Regions from separate parts of the Macaca mulatta genome. Here region 1 is linked to region 2. A link is a contact called in public Hi-C data. All regions are on one chromosome and are shown on one strand. The core of a region is the stretch at or near the end of the contact, and the rest is flanking DNA. Distances in the headings are between cores, read along the strand shown. Region 1 holds the start of RAB4A (RAB4A, member RAS oncogene family). Region 2 holds the start of NUP133 (nucleoporin 133).

Evidence for each region. A called contact is a pair of places that touch in the nucleus more often than the background predicts.
Region 1: a Hi-C map of liver shows a contact between it and region 2, with 2.2 times the contacts expected there. The contact joins the promoter of RAB4A here to the promoter of NUP133 in region 2. A contact is called at or near these places in 4 of 14 Hi-C or Micro-C datasets (CD4 T cells, cortical neurons, fetal cortex germinal zone and 1 more).

What each region holds. Positions count from the first base shown.
Region 1 is chr1:19,775,414-19,779,505 of T2T-MMU8v2.0, forward strand. It overlaps RAB4A (RAB4A, member RAS oncogene family), which reads right to left and starts at 2,139. Exons shown (of 8, transcript NM_001257551.1): 1 at 1,913-2,139. The coding sequence starts at 1,943. It overlaps LOC114678945 (a long non-coding RNA gene), which reads left to right and starts at 2,129. Exons shown (of 3, transcript XR_013416086.1): 1 at 2,129-2,307; 2 at 3,658-4,092.
Region 2 is chr1:19,536,249-19,540,478 of T2T-MMU8v2.0, forward strand. NUP133 (nucleoporin 133) reads left to right here and starts at 2,132. Exons shown (of 26, transcript XM_015125805.3): 1 at 2,132-2,423. The coding sequence starts at 2,242.

The DNA of each region.
Region 1 (4,092 bases), core at 889-3,388, 240 kb after region 2:
ATCTGTGAAGCTCAAAAGTTCAGTTAACTGTGTCTGAAGTGGAGATGCCAAAGATATGCTCTATTTTATCAGTTGTTATCATTGTGTAAACGAAAAATGAAACATAAAAGGTCCTTTCTTACTGATTCATGACCCCCACTTGCTTTTCTTCTTTGGACATTCCACCCTTCCCTTGTGCTCTGTGCTCCTTACTCAGGTTAAAGAAACTCAGCGTGGGCTAAAGAGCACTTGAAAATAAAGAAGTGCAAAGATGCAACCAAAAATTGCTAAAGAGCATGTTTTCCTTACATTTCTGACTGTGGTCTCTACAGGAAGAACCAGACCACTGCCATTTGCAGAAGCATTTGCAAACACTTGTCCTGATGAAGGCATCGACTTACTGGAGGATTTCCTAAGCCTTCTAGGAACAGATGTCATGCCCCTCTGTCACCAAGAACAGGGCAGTACCAGTCACAGGAGTCACTCACTGAAGGTGGACCAAAGGCACTGTGACCCCAGCATGGAAGCCCTTCCAAAAGTTCCCATTTTTTCTTACAAGACAGACTCACGCCTTCCTCAAGGCCCTCTCCTCTCTGTCTCCTCATCCATCTCTCCAGCGTGGTGCTCAAAACACACCCTTCTTGAGTTGCCCTTCCCACAGGCCTGAGATGTTCTGTGTGTTGCCTGGCTAATGCCTCCCCGACACCCCCTGTCTGGGTCACCTTTCTTTCTAACACACTTTCACGGACCACACTCCTTAAGAACTCTTGGCTGGTTTTTAATTATTCACTCATTAGTATCACAATTGGATGAATACTGCATTCCCTCAATAGACGGTACGCTCCATGAGACTAGAGCCGTGTCTGCTGTCTTTCTGCAGGACTTACAGCCCTCCCAGCACGGTGCCCGCTTCCCTGATGCCATTCCACAGTATTTGTTGCCGAGAAGGAGGCAGCACGCCAGGACAGATGGAGACAGGACTAATTTGGCTTGAGGTATGTAATTTTGAACTTGAGCCTCTCTCTGGGACTGTAAAACTCCAAATCAAAGTCTTAATCTGAGAATACACACATCTGAAAGACTGATTAGGGACTGGTAAACATCTATTAATATTCAACTCTGAAAGAAAGTACAAGTTGTTTATTCTTACCACGCAAGGCCAAAAAAGGGGAGGAAAAAAAAAAAAAAAAAAACACCACACAGTATATGCACTGGGAAAGCTTTCGCTTATTCAAAACAGTATTTGTCGAGCACCTCCAGGTCTGGGTGCTGCAGGGGAAACAAAGATTAAACAGCCAAGGCTTTGCTTCCAAGGTGCTTACTGTCTTAAGGATACAAGGCATGTTTATAAATAGCCAAAATGCAACTCAGAAAAGACTAAAAAACACTGAGAGGGAGGGAGAAATAAACGAAGAGGTCTCCGGAGGAAGAGATGAATTAGTCTATCAGAAACTCCTCACCGTAATCCCAATGTAAAGCAAGGAATTCCAAACCAGGAAAGGTCAAACTTAAGTATTTGAGGAACACAGGCGTCGCCCTAAGCCCTTCACACGGCTCGCTGGGGATAATATAGCAGCTGAAACGGAACATCAAGCTGGCTTTCCAAACCTTCAGTTATTTACATTAGACTGAGAGGGGAAAAGCGCTAACAGTGCAGGCGCAGAGAAAGAGCAAGAGGAAACTTGAAAAGGCGGATCACTCCAATGCGCTGTGCACAGCCCCGCCCGCGCCCGGCGCACCCGCTACCCCACCCGAGCTCTCTGCGGCCCGCGTCCCCCATCTCGGTCCTAGGCCCAGACACTTCCGAGACCCGTCCCACGGCTCCGGCCGGCGCCACCGCCACCCTCAAGACCCCCGCAGCCCAAGCCCGGCCCCGCGCCGGCGACGCCCCCCGCGGCCCAATCCGCGCGCCCAGCCAGCCCGGGCCTCGTACCGTAGGTTTCGGACATGGCCGTCTGCGACATCTTGGGAGCGGCGCCGCCTCTCGCCGGGTCACCGGCTGCACTCGCCCGCGGTCCGCTGGCGCGTCTCGCTGGGGAAGAACCTGGGGCGGGAGACCGGAGGAGGGAGGGGCCCGACCGGTCCCCACGGCAACCGCCGGCCTCCCAGCGGCTGCGGCCCAGCCGGACTCCAGCTCCGCGCAGGCGCAGGGACCTCCACCCTCCGTCCGGCCGCGACCGCGAGGAGGAAGAGGAGATGGGCTACCCGAGGCCCGGCCCACGCCGCGTTCGCGCGTGCGCACGGGGAGGCGGGGGCGGGGCGCATGGGGACTTCGGCGCGCGCCGGAAGCACGTGCGCGGGCTGGGTCCCCTGGCTGTGTGCGCCGAGGCTGGGCGAGCGGCGGGTGGGGGCGTTGCGGGCTGAGTCCCGATTTCCCTCAGGGAAGGCCGGGTAGAGGCAGGCGGTGGGCAGGTTTGGGGGTGACAGAGGGCTGGGGACAGTGGGGTCCAGTTACCGAACAGAGGAGGAAGGTGCCTGCACTGGGGAGGAAAGCAGTCCATTTGCCACACTGGCCCGTCTCAGTTAAAGACATTGTCTTCGGTCATCATCTGAGGCTGTCAGCCAGGAAGAAACTTCCCTGACGCAGTTACGATCGAGGCCAGAACTTGGTTAATGTGTAACAAGGGGGCAGTAGGCCCCAGGTGTCCAGCCAGAGGCCGCCCTGTGAATGGGAGGCGGGTTCATTTACCCGTTGGGAAGCTAAGCTTTCACTCCAAACTGCCCGGCCCTCTTGAATGGAGCTGAGCAGGTGTGGGCAGAATGACAGAAGCTCAAGATGCCCAGATGCTGAAGGGTCATCGCAAGACTACAGACAGCAGCCTCTCCACATCCCATTTTAGAGGGTTCTGGATTACGGCTGAGAACTATCTCCTGGCCCCCAGCTGGGGATGTGTTTCCAAATTTAGGAGTTTTTTTGTTTTTATTTTTTAACAGGGTCTGGCTCTTGTCAGCGCAGCCCTGTCGATTCTCCCACCTCAGCCTCCTGAGTAGCTGAGGCTAGGGGCACACAGCACCACACCACGCCAATTTTTAAATTTTTTGTACAGATGGGGTCTCGTTATGTTGCCCAGGCTGGTCTTGAACTCCTGAGTTCAAGCATCCTCCCTCCTTGGCCTCCCAAGTTGCTGGGATTACAGGCGTGAATCATCTCACCTGGCCTTGGATAGTTTGGTTTCAGAAGCAAAACTGAGTTAGAATCCCCTTCTGTGGGAAATGTAGAGATAAACATTTATGGGAAAGAGAATTTTGGTTGAGGATTTGGCCCATCTGAGCTTGATCAGGGCCACATAGCGCCTCATAGTTCCCAACCTTGTTCACAATAGGTTGTCGAATGCTCAAAATATCCCTGGCTAAGCTCCCAAGTGACCTGGACTGTGTGGAAAATGCCAGTACAAAGTTTTTTTTTTTTTTTTTCCTGAGTCAATTTGGCTCCATCCTCCACATTGGCATCAGAGCTTCCCTCTTCCCCAGGGGCTATTTGGGTCGGTATTTTTCTCTTCTTTCCCATCCTAATAACAAATAAATGCAGTTTTTTTTCTAAACCACAGAGAAGGCCCCATGGTGAAAGGTTGTGAGAGCTGCAATTTCCTAAAATTGTTTTGTATATATTTCTTGTTCAATGGCTCAGATCATTTTTTGCTTTCTTGTTTGGTTCTCTGCATGTTGTGTTTGATTTAGGCTCCTGAGTATAGTAGATTGGTTCTGATTAAAACCATTTCAGAGGAAAGACAGTGATCCCAGGAAGTGGGAAGAAAACAGCATCACCTGAAATCTTTCCTATTCGTTAGATGTTTTCTTCCTGCGAAAAACCACTATGTACAAGAAAGAAGTCAGTGAGCTGCAGTGATAGTGTTATTGACTGAAACTGGACCAGAGATCCCTGAAACCTGGACAAGGTGTTTTGAAGTGCTGCCACTTCAAAGCTGTGGGCAGTTTTCTACTTTGTGGAAAATGAAGACTTAGGTAGGCCTTTGGGAAAGACTGTTTTGGAAAAACCACCTAAAGAGACCATTTAGTTTGCAAATGTAACTGCAGTATCACAATTGGAAGAAGAAATATGCAAGGGTGAGGTTTGAAGGAGCTGTTCAGTTCAGTATCCTAGAATGATACTAT
Region 2 (4,230 bases), core at 882-3,381:
CCTTTTCTCCCAGAGGCCTTTATAGACCTCCATCCAAAAATAGGTAGCCCCAGTGATTCTCTCTCATACACTTTGCTGTTTTATTTCATAGTACACATCTCAGCTTGTAGCTGGATATTTGTGTTCATTTTTTCAGTGTCTTTCTCGTTGGTCTGTAATCTCCATGAGAGTGGGACCCATTGGGCTTTGTTTAGTTATAAACCTTAGCACTTATCACATAGCCTGACAAATAGTAGGTACTCACTAAATCCATAACGAATGGATGACTTTTAGTGCTGTCTGCTCACTATCCTTCAAGTCATACATTTGGACTCCAGGAAAGTTCTTGCTCAAAGGTGCCGGCAAGTCATTCTAACTCCTGCAAACAACAGCTTTTACAATAGGATGGTGGGGAAACCACTAACCAGTCCAACAAGGCACAAGAATACAATTGATTCCACCAATCCTCTCAGACACAACTATTAATACTCTTTATTGCCTATTTCACACCCCTCCTTGTAAGGATGAAACAGGAGGAAAATGCACTGGGCTCTCAGAGCCCTAAGACTCAACAAGCTGCCAAGTTGGATTAGACACCCAGGTTGGAGAAGGAGTAAAGCAGCTAGCCTATGGAACCTTGGCAAGATAACTGCTCAGATGCCACTGACATGCATAGATCGATGACTGGCTTCCCAGGGGAATGTCAACAACTGACACCCACACTGTGGTCTCCCACATGTGGATACATCAATGTTTACTTAACCATCCCCTTATTTCAACACGTGTTGAATGAAAGTCTACTATATGTCTGTTACTGTGTGCCACAAAGGTAACAAAGTCACTGCTCCTGCTGCTTTTAAAAGACATTTACAAGGAGGTACTTGAGAGACAGTTATGAAAACAAACTATTATGCAGGATAAAAATACAGTCTACACAAAGGAGCAGAGAGGACAAAAAGGATAAGGGGTATCTAATCCTGTGGAAGGTTTCACTGAGAAGGCAGCACAGAACTGACTTGATGCGTAAGGTAGGCGCCTTCCGGACCAACAAGGCACAGAGTGCATTCCAGGTGAAACATGTACATGCGCAATGGAGGGGGATTTGGGTTTTTAAGTTCTTGGAATGTGGAGTACAAGTGGGAAGTGGTGGAAGTACAACACGGACAGAAAAGCCAACCTTAGATCACATAAGACCTTGCAAAGGAGCTTAGCAAATAACTACTGGCAATGGTCAGCCACTGAAGCATTTACAGGCCCAAGAGCAGCATTAGGTTTGCCTTAATTCATTGGGTTGGCACTGAGAAGATAGAGTGGAGTCAGACTAGACACAGGTAAGGAACCATCTCCCCGTCTCTCGTCTCTCCCACTCCCTCCCGCTGGCAGTAAAGAGGCTACGCAGTGGTTGAAGAAAAGTACCAGAACCAGGGCAGAGGCGGTGCAAATGTGTGATCTAATACAGATACGTAGGAGCTACAACGTATACCAGGATCTTAGGGTGGAGGTAAGTGTGAGGGATGACTGCAGATAGAACTCCTCTCTTTGCCTTGGACAACTGGCCAGTCTTACCAAGCTGGGACAGAGATGGTGGTAGAAGAGGGGTCCTAAAAGGAAAACATGAATGTGCTTTTCATAAGCGGATTGTGAGGAGTCCGCAAGACTTACAGGTGAATGTGTCCCCTAGGGAGCTGATTTGATAGGGGTCTGGGGGTTTTGAGCTGGATCCAGGTTAGAGACACGGATTTATGGCGTCATTAGCGTGGAAGAAACTGTGCAAAGTTGAATGGGAAAATGGCAAACCTAGAAAACAGCAAATATCACAGTGCGATACCAGTGTCAGCTTTACAAAAGGCTTTTCTCCGTCCTCAGCTTGGACTGAGGAACATCTTTCATTTCACAAGAGTCTCAGGAACTACCAGTGTGAAAAGAGGCTGCGTTCAAGTTGCTGGAGGGCCAGTTCCAACTAGGAGCAGTCAAGAAGGAGGCCTGGCTTTGCGGCTTCACGTCCCTGGAAGCTCTGCACTCCAACGGTTCTGGATCTGCGGCCACGGGCCGCCTTCCCGACCTCCCCCGCGGGCTGGGCACCGCCCTTAACGTCACGATCACGCCCCCGCCAGCGCTCCTACCGCAACTCGCGAGAGCCACTGCGTTTGACGTCATCATCGCGCGCCATCCCTCCCCTTAGGTGTTTAATCTCCGCGGGCAGGCCGCGCTGAAACCCGACGGCCAGATCCCTCGCCGTCCAAGTCTCTGTTCCTTCGAATCATGTTCCCAGCCGCCCCTTCTCCGCGGACCCCGGGTCCCGGGTCCCGAAGGGGCCCCCTGGCCGGACTCGGGCCCGGCTCCACGCCCCGGACGGCCAGCAGGAAGGGTCTGCCCCTGGGGTCTGCAGTCAGCTCTCCAGTGCTCTTCTCACCGGTGGGCCGGCGTAGCTCGCTAAGCTCGCGGTAAGTGATCTCCTTGGTTGGGTCTGGCAACCAGCAGGCTCACGGGCCGCAGTGGGCCGGATCGGTGTCTTCAGAAGCCTTCGGAACCGGGGGCGGCGGAAGAGAATGCCAGAGTATTGGAAAATAGACGTTTTCCACTCTTGCAGGTCATACCTGCTTCACTTTTTGAGTTGATTCCCCACTTTGCATTTTTCGTGGATACCTTTGTGCAGAAGTGAAGTACAAACCGGATTCGCATCAATGGTTACCCACTTCCCACCTACTACCGCTGTGATCGGGCGTAAGTCACTCGTGATTTTCTTCATCTGTGAAATGGCGATAATATGTGTCACCTGAGCCAGAGGAGTTAGTATGAATTGCCACGATGCAGATGTAAGGTGATGGTGATAATGAGGACCTGCAACCCTGAAATATAATTGTTTAATGCCTAATATACCAACTGACATTAATATCTGATGATTGGTAATTGAAGGGTTTCTAGCTACGGAATTTAACTTTCTAGGTAAATTATAGGGAAAAGGCTTTACATAAGTGAGATAAGAGTACTGTGGTAATTTAGTTACTAAAACTGCTGGTTTGGAGCACCAGTAAAATCACACACACCCTTCCCCCCGCCCCCCAACACACACCATGTTCACAATTAACCTAAAACTTTAGAAGATAACGTGTTTCTGCATAGTTTTGTCTGAATTCATCTATAATAAATGAATTTTTCCCTGCAGGAAAACACCGAGTATTGTGTCTTGAAATTATGGTTAAAATTTATCTGTAAAATTTTGCAGTACTTTAAAGGATAAGTGGTTTTTAAAGAATGCACCATATCTTTGTGACTTTTCTTGGGCATATTTTGAAAAGTACAAAGTGCAGATCTTGGCATTGTTTTCTATTCCTTTAACGAAAAGTTGGAGAATAAAAGCGTACTTTATTTACTATGTATGTTGTTTTATTTAAATCTCTTCTTTCTGATGATCATTTGAATAAAAACCTTTGTTATCCTCTGTCAAGAAACAAAGCCCTCAGCCATTCTGTATGTGCATCTCCTCATTTAATTCTCATAAGACATAGAATAACTTATTCTGGTGGCTTTACAGTATTCTAAATGTTAAGAAGAGTGTGAGCAGGAAATAGTTTTTACTCTGATATCTGCTGTTGAAGACCATGTAACAGCTGATGCTCGTAACCTGTTTGATTTCTTGCTTGGTTGTACAGATCTGATAGATTTTTTTTTTAAGAGACAGGGTCTCACTCTCTGTCGCCCAGGCTACAAGCTGGTGCCACAATGCCTGGCTAATGTAAAATTTTTTTTGTAGAGACAAGGTCTTGCCATGTTGCCCAGGCTGGTCTTGAACTCTTGGTCTCAAGTAGTCTTCCCACTTCAGCCACCCAAAGTGCTGAGATTATAGGCATGAGCCACTGCCCCAGCCAGATCTGGTAGATTCTTAAAACCCTAAAGCCAAATGAGAACGTAAATCTCATCTAAGCCAATATTTGTAAAATATATTTGACCACAACATATGGTAAAAGCTGATGTTTTATATTCTGTCTTTCAAAAATATTGATTGAGATCTGCAAAACGACCCACTGTTTGAAAAAAACACTGGTCTAGTTAAGCCTTATTTCACAGCTAAAGAGGCAGAATTATAAGGAGTTTAGGTGAATACAGGCATGCATTTTATTACTAGAGCATATGGAATTGAAGCCTAGTTTTCCTAAATCCTGTCTTTTTACATGAAAAATATTACATTTAATTACATGATAAATATGAGCCAGTGTTAATTTTTTTCAGAGAACTCCTTATTGTGAAAAT